Linked DNA regions of Mus musculus: region 2 is linked to region 1. Evidence: chromatin contacts called from public promoter capture Hi-C data. All regions are on one chromosome and are shown on one strand. The core of a region is the stretch at or near the end of the contact, and the rest is flanking DNA. Distances in the headings are between cores, read along the strand shown. Region 1 holds the start of Tmem52b (transmembrane protein 52B). Region 2 has its middle 17 kb from the start of Ybx3.

Region 1 (5,630 bases), core at 241-2,740:
ATTCCCATGGAGGACAGAAGTTGGCCTGAGATTCCTCTGGGACTGGAGCTACAATTCATGAGTCACTATGTGGATATTGAGAACCAGAGTGCTTTCCATATCAAATTGAACTGAGCTGACAGAGACATAAAATGCCTTGTCCAAGATCCCATAACAAACAGGGGGTCAAGCAAGTGACTGGATCAAGACCCTGAGCTATGGTCTTAACCCATGCTGGTTTACTGTCTTTCCCACAAGAAAAGAAAACAGGGTGTGTGTGTGGGGGGGGTATTCATGAAGTTTTTCTATTATGTGGTGTTTGAATAAAAATATTCCACACAAGATGCCTCCTTGACCCCGATTTCCTTTCGCTGAAGCAACAGCTGATGCTAGTTCAGGAGTTATTTATTATGCTCTCTGAAGAAGGAGGTGCAGTAAGGTCCAGGCCTAGTGAAAGGCTGTAACTTAAGTCCTGCTCTCCACTCCTCCAGAATGCCTTCTGTCTCACAGAGTTTTCTATTGAAGTTTGGAAAGTACATTTCACTCAAGAGCCTATGTTATAAAAAGAAATGGACAACTTGGAGAGAGCAACATTGTACCAGAGAGTTCTCTCACTGTTTGCTCTCCTTAGCTGAGAACAGGAAATTGTTTGCATTCATAATTCTCACATCATATCATCACGGTCTGATCACATGGTGTGTGGGGCCTTGAGTGTGATGGAACCCACTCCACAAACTCCCTCATCAGGACCCACCCTGCAGCCTCTCCTCATCAATTAGAAAGCAGCTGAAATCTAATTTTGTTCAGTCTTGTGAAACAGACATGTCACTGTGAACCAACACTGAGTGTTCTTACTTAGTACTTTGGGATCTGGGTAAAAGATTCCTCCTTAAATATCAGTCGTTTATATGGCATTCACTGGCTCTGGACAATATTTTCCTGTATAGCCATTTTATATCCTTTCCGTGTGGTGTGCTTATTTTAAAATATGACTTGTAAGTCTTATTTTATTGTTGATAATATGTGGGTTTAGATGGAGGTCTTGCTGTTCCCTAGGGTAGTCTTACTTTCCTGAACTAGACCCATATGATCCTCGTGTCTCAGCCTCCTCAGTAGATGGAACCGTGATTGTATGCTCTGAGCCTGGTTCTCTAGTGACAACATCACAACACTGCTTTAAGAGGAGCAGAGGGAGAGAGAGAGAGAGAGAGAGAGAGAGAGAGAGAGAGAGAGAGAGAGAGAGAGAGAGAGAGTGTGTTAACTTGGAAAATGGTTTTTAAAACTATGCCTGTGTTTCTGAAACTGAAGCAGGAGGCTGAGACCATTGTTAGCACCTGGCACTTCTAGTTTTGAAACCCACTACCTACTCTAAAGTAGGGATAACTTTCTAGCTCCTTTAAAATCTCTTAGTCCTGCTGAATGGCTGCAATAAATGACCCAGAACCTGCAGGGTTGATTATCAACACGGTAAGGGGAGAGTTTTAAGGAGTAAGAAGGCAGATGCCAATCACATGGAGAGAGGGTGGAGAGAGATTGGCAGTGACTTTCAGACTTCAGCGGTCATCCAGGAGCCGAGAGTGTGTAACTAGTTTCCTGATGAACACAAGAACACATCTGGTCACTCACAATCTGCCTTTGACCTATTACAGGTCCAAGTCTCTCATTATAGACTGAGGAAAAAAAAATCTAACTCAGAGGACAAATGTGCTCTTCTTGAATGCAGACGAAGAAAAATTAAATACACAGAAAAGTTTGATTGAAGAAAGGAAGTGGAGAGGAAGCCAATGTGGAGACCCCGTGAAGAGAACTCAGGAGGAGGAAACTAAAAGGGAAAAGGAAACCGTAAAATATAAAGCCAGCGGGAACAAGGAGAGGAGATTGATCTATTGCCGAGAAAAAATTCTCTTTAGGAATCCTTCACCACCAAGTTCCACGTGGCACGGAGCATGGGAAGGATACAGCAGATGCAGCCGGCGTGACCTTTCTGGACCAGATGTTCAGCCTAATGACAGCCTGGGCCCAGGTGCTGATGGCCTCTGGCCTGTTTTATTTCATCCAGGTGTGTTCAATTGTGAAACAGCAGGAAGAAACTTTCCTTTGCGTATTGCTTTAGCTATGCTGTCTCTAGGAGGAAATGGATGGAGCAAAAACTGATATAGAACCCAAAAGGGAGTGAGAAAAGAGTACTATGGTGTTTGTTTAATAATAGGGGGTTTCAGAGATGTGTGTATGTGTATGTGTGTGTGTGTGTGTGTGTGTGTGTGTGTGTGTGTGTGTGTGTGTGTGTGTGTAGATGTATGTATGTGTGACTGATGCTCATGGAAAGAGGGAGAAAAATTAGAACAATCAGAGATAGTATATGTTATACTCAGCTTGAACAGGGGTGCAGGGATTACCCAGTGAGTTCCCAGTACCAAAGGTCTCTTTAATAATATTTTAAACAATTTATTTTACTCCTCTGTGAAAGAAAAGCCTGTGAGTCACCATTTAGTTGAAAAAAGGGTCAGTATAGTGAGAGATTCTGGACAAATGCCAAGGCCAAGTTTACATAGCTAGGAAGTCTAGCTGAGCAAGACACTGCAGAAACTAGACTGCATCTCATTCCTGTGCTGGTAGCAGCTGTCTGCTTTGCTTCCCACGCAAGTTAACCAATATATAAAAGTACATTTTCTTATATGTTCTCTTGGTTTCTGCATTTCCTTTTCTTCTTTATTCTTCTTTCTTTGTAACATCTCCCCCATTGCTCTTCTTGTGTAGTGAGATACTGATGTGGTGAAGGCTGAAAATGAATAGCACTGGGGCTAGATTTCAATTTTCAGCAGTGCAGGGATAAGGAAGACAACCACAATGTCCCAGGGGATGAGTCAGGAGACTTCTAGGGTGACAAACTGACACAGAGGGCTATTCATAATTCCCTAAGGAAGGATGCTCAGCCATGGCCCGAGCCACATAGAAGATCCCTGCTCTTTCAGGAACTTCTGCCTCACAAGATGTAGTCACCAGTCAAAGGAATGACCAATGTCTCAGGCCAGTACAGACCAATCCTATGATCCTGTCCTCATCTTTACAAATAGGTCTGACAGGGTTCAGCCATGATGGGTAGTTGATAGGCTGCTGAGAACTGCAGGTGTGACCATTTCCATGTCTGAGATTATTTCCTTCCCACAGCTTCCTGGGGCCAGGAGTGAGGAGAACTGTGTCAACACTGAACAGTAAGTATCTGAGAGTTCAAGCTAGGAGTAGAGACAGACAAAGTGACAACACCCAAACATAGGCTAAAATGTCAGCAGATAGTGCCGACTTCCCTTTTAACTTAAATGGACACCACCTACCATCATAGACATGTGTGTCATTCCAACTGCTCAGAATCACCCTACTGAGAGTGCTTTTTTTTTTTTTTTTTTTTTTCAAATCAGTCTTCTCGTCAACACAGCACAATTAATTTAAATACATATAGTCAGGGAGACCTGCAAAAGGCTTCCTTAGCTGTGGTTTCCAGTGACTCATTAGGGCAGACTGGGTTCAGCAGCCAGTCATTGGCTTATCTATTTGGATGATTTCCACAGCAGCATGCCCACTTCAAATCCAAAAGCAATTTTTGGTTTCAAGTAAGGACAGACAATAACAATCCTGTTCACAGGAAAGGAAAACACACATTCTGCCATAGAATCATTTCCCTGAAACCAGCTCTATCAGATGTGAGGGGAATTAAGTAAGTAGGCTCGTCTTGATTACTTGGCATGAGTATATCTGATACTGGCTAGATGACATCGTGAATTCAGATGTCTGTTGCCATTTGGAGTCTAAGGTAGAAGTGAAAGCATGTGAACCAATGACAAAATGTGAGAAGTAAAATGATACATTGTTTCAGGAAAAAAAAAAACTTCATTTTCTCTAGAAGAGTGACCAAATATGGAATGCAGAAATGATACATTGTTTCAGGGAAAATACAAACAAACTGCATTTTCTGTGGAACAGTGACCAAGGATGAAATGCAGAAATGGGTCTCAATATATATTTAATGGAGAACATTTATTTTATTATTTTAGTGAAAAACTGGTCCATCTTTAAAGAAACACGCATTCCTCTGCCTATCCCCGACTTGCGGTTTTAGTGTCTTCCACACAGTCTTCCTTGTGAAGCCAGCCAGCCTCTCCCTTTTCTCCCTTCCTGTTTGGTCTCAGCAGATGTACCCATCAGTTTTGAGTTTAGCTGTGAAAGTGTAGGCCCTTTTTAGGGGGAGGATGTTGCAAGAACTTGTGAAATATAAATTACAAATATGACTCCTTTCATGCCTTCAACTGAAACTTTCCTGATGTGTACAGTTACTGACCTCACATGCATTTGAGTTCAAGGCTCTTGTCTGTTTTCAAAGCCACTCTTTATACCCTTCTATGCTTAATCCTTGAGAATCTCTATCTCAGCAGCTCATAAATAGCCATGGGGACATCTTCTTTTCCTTTTCTATCTTATCAACTTGAAAATAGTTAAGTTTCATCACGTAGTTTTTTCAAACAAAAGTCGTTGTAGCTGTTTCTCTTCTTCTCCTCTCCATTCTCAGACCCCCTTCCCTTAATTTTTCTCATGGCCATTCTTCTTAATGAAATTTTTAGTGACTATAATAATGCTTTGCACAGCAATGCCACCTGCATTATAAAACTCGATTCAGCCTGTTACATTGGACTTTTTCAAAAGTAATTCTTAGCAGAACATAGTAGTACACGCCTTTAATCCCAGCACTAGGGAGGCAGAGGCAGGTAGAACTCTGTGAGTTCAAGACCAGTCTGGTGTAAATAGTAAAGTTCCAGGCCAGCAAGGTTACAACATGAGACCTTTCTCAATAAATAAATAAATAAATAAATAAAATAAAAATTAAAATATTAAAAAGAGTAGGTCTTGATGTTTTTAAATTATAGTGTGGTATTAAGTATAACAACATGATTATTGCAGCTTGCACTATTTTTTTTAAATATAATAAACTTCATTCTTTGTCCACAGTTGCCTGACTACTGACTGGGTGCATCTCTGGTATATATGGTAAGTTTGAGATACATAACACCCTCAAAGAGACTTCATTTATTATGTGATTTTCTTTTTTAAAAAAAAGTTTTTCATATGCTGGCTCTTAGTGTGAATAAGAAACATAGATACATTTCACAGTAAAGTTTCCTTAGTTCACCTCTAGCCTATGTGACAATACGCTACGGTTTCCTATTTCAATACAGTCCCTTCAGCCAACAACAAAAGATTTTAGTGCCTCTCCCCAGAATGTGCTTAAGAAACACTTCTTTACAGTGAAGTAAGAATCAGCCCCTTCAAACTATCTTCAGTGTTGTTTGCTCTCCTGACCGGCATAGTCTTGCTGAAAAATCAATAACTGATATATGCAAAATGAAACCCTCACGGTTGAAGCCTTATTAGTGTTCTCTAAAAGAAGAACAACGATCGTGATTGGAGATTAAAGTATGGTTAGGTCAGAGCTGGGAAACCAGTTGACCACAGGTTGGATTTGTGTGTGGGCTCTTGCAGGTTGCTGGTGGTGGTTGGCGCACTGCTTCTCCTGTGTGGCCTGACTTCAGTATGCTTCCGCTGCTGCCTGAGCCGTCCAGAAAACGGGGAAGATGGGGCCCCGCCGCCTTATGAAGTGACTG
Region 2 (4,963 bases), core at 1,292-3,791, 1.9 Mb after region 1:
AGTCTGTTTTAAGAAGACATTGACTTTGTGAAAATGCAATCCCACTAAGGAAACTATGCTTGGGAGTTTGGAGTGAAGGAGAGAAGTGACTTTGAGAAGAGACATAAAGACAGGGTCCAAGGCTAGGAGGTTTTGAAGATAGGAAAGGAACCATCAGCTACTATGGGTAACTGGGACTCTTGTCTATTCTTTTTGTGCCTCTTGGAATGACTGTGAGGTGCAGGGAATTTTATGGTGGTGGATTTGGATTGCATACTATCCTTGGAAAAATGTTGTTTAATGACTGTAGTGCAGAACTATAGAACCACTAAGCCTGGGCACGGTGCCAAATGGGCAGTGTACGTGTGAACAGGGGTCACAGACTAATGGGTGTGTTTTTTGTAAGAATTACAGGCTGGATATGGATGAGGAGGATGGGCAGAGCTGTGCTAATCACTGAACTTCTTATCACCTTTGGCTTTCCAGCATAAGGCAAATTTGAAGTTAACAACAATAGGGCAAGCTCTATATGATGGTGCTTCATGCCTATAAATCTGAGTGCCTGAGAAGTGGAACCAGGGAACCCAAAAGATCAGGAGCTCAAGGAAGGAAGCCCTCAGCAGCATAGTGAATTTGAGGACAACCAAGGCTGTATGAGGCCCTGACTCAAAAATGAAGAAGAACTGGAGGAGGAAAACAGAAGGAGAAAGGGGAAGAGAGGGGGGCGGGGAAGAAAGAAAGGAAGAAAGGAAGGAAGAAAGGAAGGAAGGAAGGAAGGAAGAAAGAAAGGAAGGGAGAGAACAAAAAGAAGAGGAGAGAAAAGAAGAACGTAGCTGGGCTTGAAAGTTCTGTAATCCTTGATACTTTACAATCTGGGACGAGATGCTCAAAACAAACCACAGATTCAGTACAATCCCAATTAAAACCCCAGTGCCACTCTAAACAGAAAAGAATGAAACAAAACAACCTTAAAATTCATTTGAAAGCACAAAAATTTCCAAATAGCCAGTGTATATATCAAATATATCAAAGACCTAACATGAAACCTGCAACTTCTAAGGTAAAAGGTAGAAAACACTATACGAGGTGTTGGCAAAAGTTAGGACTTTCTAAATGGGATTTCTGTTGCCCTGATATAAGACTAACCATTGACAGGTGGACCTCATCAAATTAAAGTTTTTCTTTTCAACAAAGGAAACTATCAATTAAATGAAGGGGCGGACTACAGAATGAGGAAAGAAATCCTTACCACCTGTATGGATAATTAATGTCGAGAACATGCAAAGTACTCAAAAACCTTCAAGAAACCAAATAACTCAATTTAAAAAGAGGGAGGGCGTACAGAAGTGGACAGAGAAGTACAAATGGCTAATAACCATTTTTAAAAATGCTCAACATCTTTAGCCACGGGTAAGTATAAATTAGGACTACTTTGAGATTCCATCTCAGCTCAGTAAGAGTGATTATAACAAAACAAACAAACAAACAAACAAACACCAAATAACAAATGATGGTGAGGCCATCAAAAAGGAAACTGTTGGTGTGGCTGAAAACTGGTGTAGTCACTGTGGAAGCCAGAATGGCGGTTTCTCAAAAAGCTAAAAATAGAACTACCACATGACCGAGCTATATCTAGGCATATACCCAAATGACTCCACATTCTACTACAGAGACACTTGTAAAAATAACTTTTATTCGCCTGATGCAATTGTCATCTTGGAAGCTTATTGCCTCTGCTAACTTAGGCCTAGTCCTGGAAGCTTCTAGTCTCCATACAATCTAATCTAGGCCTAGAATGTTTTCAGCCTCTGAGACTTACTGCTGAATAAAATCACTCTTCCTAGTTCTTTCTGATCTCTGGGTGGCTGGTTCAACTCACCTGTTCTGGCTCAAATTCCTCTCCAAGTTGACTGATTTAATCTGGCTTCTTCCAGCTTCTCCTAAACTGCTCTGCTTTGCCTCCAACTAACTCTGCCAATCTGTTCTAATCTTCTGACTTCTCACTTCTCTAGTTCATTCTGTCTTCACCTGGGTCTATCTTGTTCTATCTCTACAACCAGATTCGGTACAGCTATCCTAATAAAACTACCTTTCCCCTGCACCCTCTTTCTCTCTCCACATTGCTTTTTTTAAAGTAGCTCCCCTTTCTTCTTTCCTTATGACATTTGGTCATACCTTATCCTGTTAAATCTTTCTCTGATTGGTCACTTCAGCTGCCACTCAATTAGACATTAATTTTTAACCTGGGTGCATCCTTCTTAAACTGATCTTACCTTCATTGTTTTAGGTTAAAGGTGTGTATTCAAGATATGTCTGTATTCCAGGCAGAGGGATTAAGCGTGTGCATAGGGCTGAGCAACACCCTAAGGTAACCTTGGGGTTCACAGTGTCATCAAATATCCTGCAACAGATGCTCACCCATTGCAGCTCTATTCACAATAGCCAAGGAACGCAATCAGCTTAAACATGCATCACTTAATGACTCCATAGTGAAGATGGGGTATATATAACTAACAGGATTCTCATCGGTGAAGAAGAAAGGGAAGTTTGCAACGTCAGAAAAGAAGTGGAAAATATTACAGTGAGTGGGGGTTACCACAGCCCAGAAAGACAAATGCCATTATGGTTTTTTTCTCATGTGTGGATCCTAGCTTCAAAATTTTAAACTTCTGTGTTGGGGTGAGTGTCTGTCAAAGCTAGGAAGGAAGAAAGGTGTCAGAAGAAACTGTGTGTGGGGGAAAAAAATGTCTTGGCAGGAGGAGTAGTACAACACGTGGTACACATGGTACAGTAGAGGAGAGGGTTATTAGGACTGAAAAAAGTTAAAATGGGAATTGGTGGTTGATGAGGTAGTGGGGACTTGGGAAATGTAACCACAACTTAGAATACAAGGAAACTCTGCATAGAAACCTATTATTTTGCAAGCTAAATAAAGAGGTAATTATTATAAAGTCTGGCTAATGTCGCCCTGTATCAATGAAGAATGCTGTCCTCAGATTTCATGGGTCTTTATCAAAAGTTTCAGTGCCAAGTGCAGGATATTTCCCTACAAGATATTGGCTAGGAAGCCCCAAGAGGCTCCCAAAACAATGGAGGCTATTGTCACTGCTCTTGGCCACCCAGAAGACCCTAGGGTTAAAGACACAACATAGTTGGGACAAAGCACTTATGTAAATCAAGCTGGAACTGAGCTTGAAGCTTCTTTAGCACTCAGCACCATGGTACCAGCAGGTGGCATGCAGACTGCTGGGGTTTAGGGGAGGGGACAAAAGGCATCTTTGGTCTTACTGAGTCGTGAATGCTGCAGACTGCAAGACCTTCGTGTCTGCCAGACAAAGTGTTCCTACTGCTGTAATGAGGTCATGATTAATTATCTCCATGGGAAGGAATTCCCATTCTGTTGTAAACTTGGGGGAAATACTGTGACTGCAGAGCTCACAGGCCCTAGGAAGACCTTAATATTGATGCTATGCTGAATGGACACACAGTCTAAGTGCCTTCTAAATCCTTGTATGCACCCAGACTGGTGCTTCTCTTGGCTTTGGCTGAGCGGTTTTGGTTAATATAGAGACTCATAACTGGACAAAGTGCTGACACTAAGTGACTGTTGAGTGGCCTTAAATGGGACATCTCCTTCTCCAGGCTCAGGGAACATCACCAAAATGGGAATAGAAAGATGGAAGATCTGGAGGATGGTCACCTGTACAAAACCTGCATATACAAAATAAGATGTGAAAGTCGGAGGGGGCTACTTGGGAAGAAAAGGGGGCTTAACAGGAATGAGAGAACAAGAGAGTGTGGTGGGGATGTTCTCAATCCATTGCATGTATGTATGAAACTGTCAAAATTAAATTGGAAAAAGTTAAAAGGAAGATAGTTGAAGGATTGCCTGGACTACAGAGTATGCTTAGGCTATCCCTGGCAACTTAGTGCAACCCTGTCTCAAAATAAAAACATTGGAAAAAAAAAAAAAGAAAAAGAAAAAGAAAGGGCAGGGGATGTGGCTCAGTGTCAGAGTGAGTGCTTGACTAGCACGTAGGAGGGAAGAAAATGATGTGTTTGTGTGTGTGTGTGTGTGTGTGTGTGTGTATGTGTGTGTGTTGTATGCACATGCCTTAAGTCCATTCTTGCTGCCTCCCTTTCCTTCTTTCTCTGAGTCCTAGGAAGCTAACCACTTTAGACACCTTCTGTAAATGGCCTCTGGCTTGTGGTTGTTCCAGCCACTAGTATGCATTACTAACAAACAAAAGGAAGGGAACAACCTGAGTTGGGATATTTATTGTCCAAGATCCCTCCCCCAGGGTTGTGGGTCATGGGTCATTTTACAGAAGGCAGTAGACCTTGTCTGGTGGCTGCTCTTATAGTAATTTCCCTTAAGCTGGGATCTGGTAACTCTGTTTTCATACTCTTTGAAATCTGGGATCTTGGCTACTCTGCTATTGTAAGCCCTGGGGAGTCAACATCATTAATTGTTCTGGTTATGTCTTTTTAAAGAATTATGTACAATTAACCTTCTATCATGGTATCTTGTTTCTTTCTCCCTCTATTCCTACCTTTCTTTTTTGTCCTCCTTCTCTTCTCTCCTACCTGTCTGCCTGTGCTGAGACACTTCATGGTTCTTTCCCATTCCAGAATATGTTTGTAATGTTATTCATACCTTTTGTATTCTCCTCAAGATTACAACAACAACAAAAATACCATTGTGGTTTACATCAGAGGCATGGGTAATTATAGATTTTAACATTGAAGCCAAATCAATGTGAAAATTTAATGCAAATTCCCACAATCTGGCAATACCTTGGTCCCAGAAATACAGGCAAACCTGGTGACTGACCAGTTTGACTGGGACTCAGGTGTCCAGTTTGTGTGTCTGCTCACAAGGTTCTACTTGGGAGCTTGAGGATGGAGAATTGAATGAGTACAGAGTCAGTTCTAGGGGTAACTAAGGAGATTTGTCTGAAAAGGAAAAGCAGAAAAAAAAATC

What was found. Promoter capture Hi-C pulls out the DNA fragments that hold promoters and counts their contacts.
Region 2: a promoter capture Hi-C map of hematopoietic stem and progenitor cells shows a contact between it and region 1. The contact joins the enhancer-like site here to the promoter of Tmem52b in region 1. A contact is called at or near these places in 8 of 39 promoter capture datasets (the C10 cell line, the HPC-7 cell line, cranial neural crest and 5 more), 1 of 15 datasets of contacts at CTCF or cohesin (large pre-B cells) and 1 of 9 other capture datasets (liver).

What each region holds. Positions count from the first base shown.
Region 1 is chr6:129,511,067-129,516,696 of GRCm38.p6, forward strand. It overlaps Tmem52b (transmembrane protein 52B), which reads left to right and starts at 1,491. Exons shown (of 5, transcript NM_001081186.1): 1 at 1,491-2,038; 2 at 3,148-3,191; 3 at 4,978-5,016; 4 at 5,509-5,630. The coding sequence starts at 1,973.
Region 2 is chr6:131,402,865-131,407,827 of GRCm38.p6, forward strand. No RefSeq gene overlaps it. Among named protein-coding and RNA genes, the nearest start is that of Ybx3, 17 kb to the left of the region's middle. Within about 2 kb of position 2,542, at least 22 of the 459 cell types and tissues checked have an H3K27ac peak or open chromatin away from gene starts, as enhancers often do. A contact at or near this core is called in hematopoietic stem and progenitor cells, where this site is marked.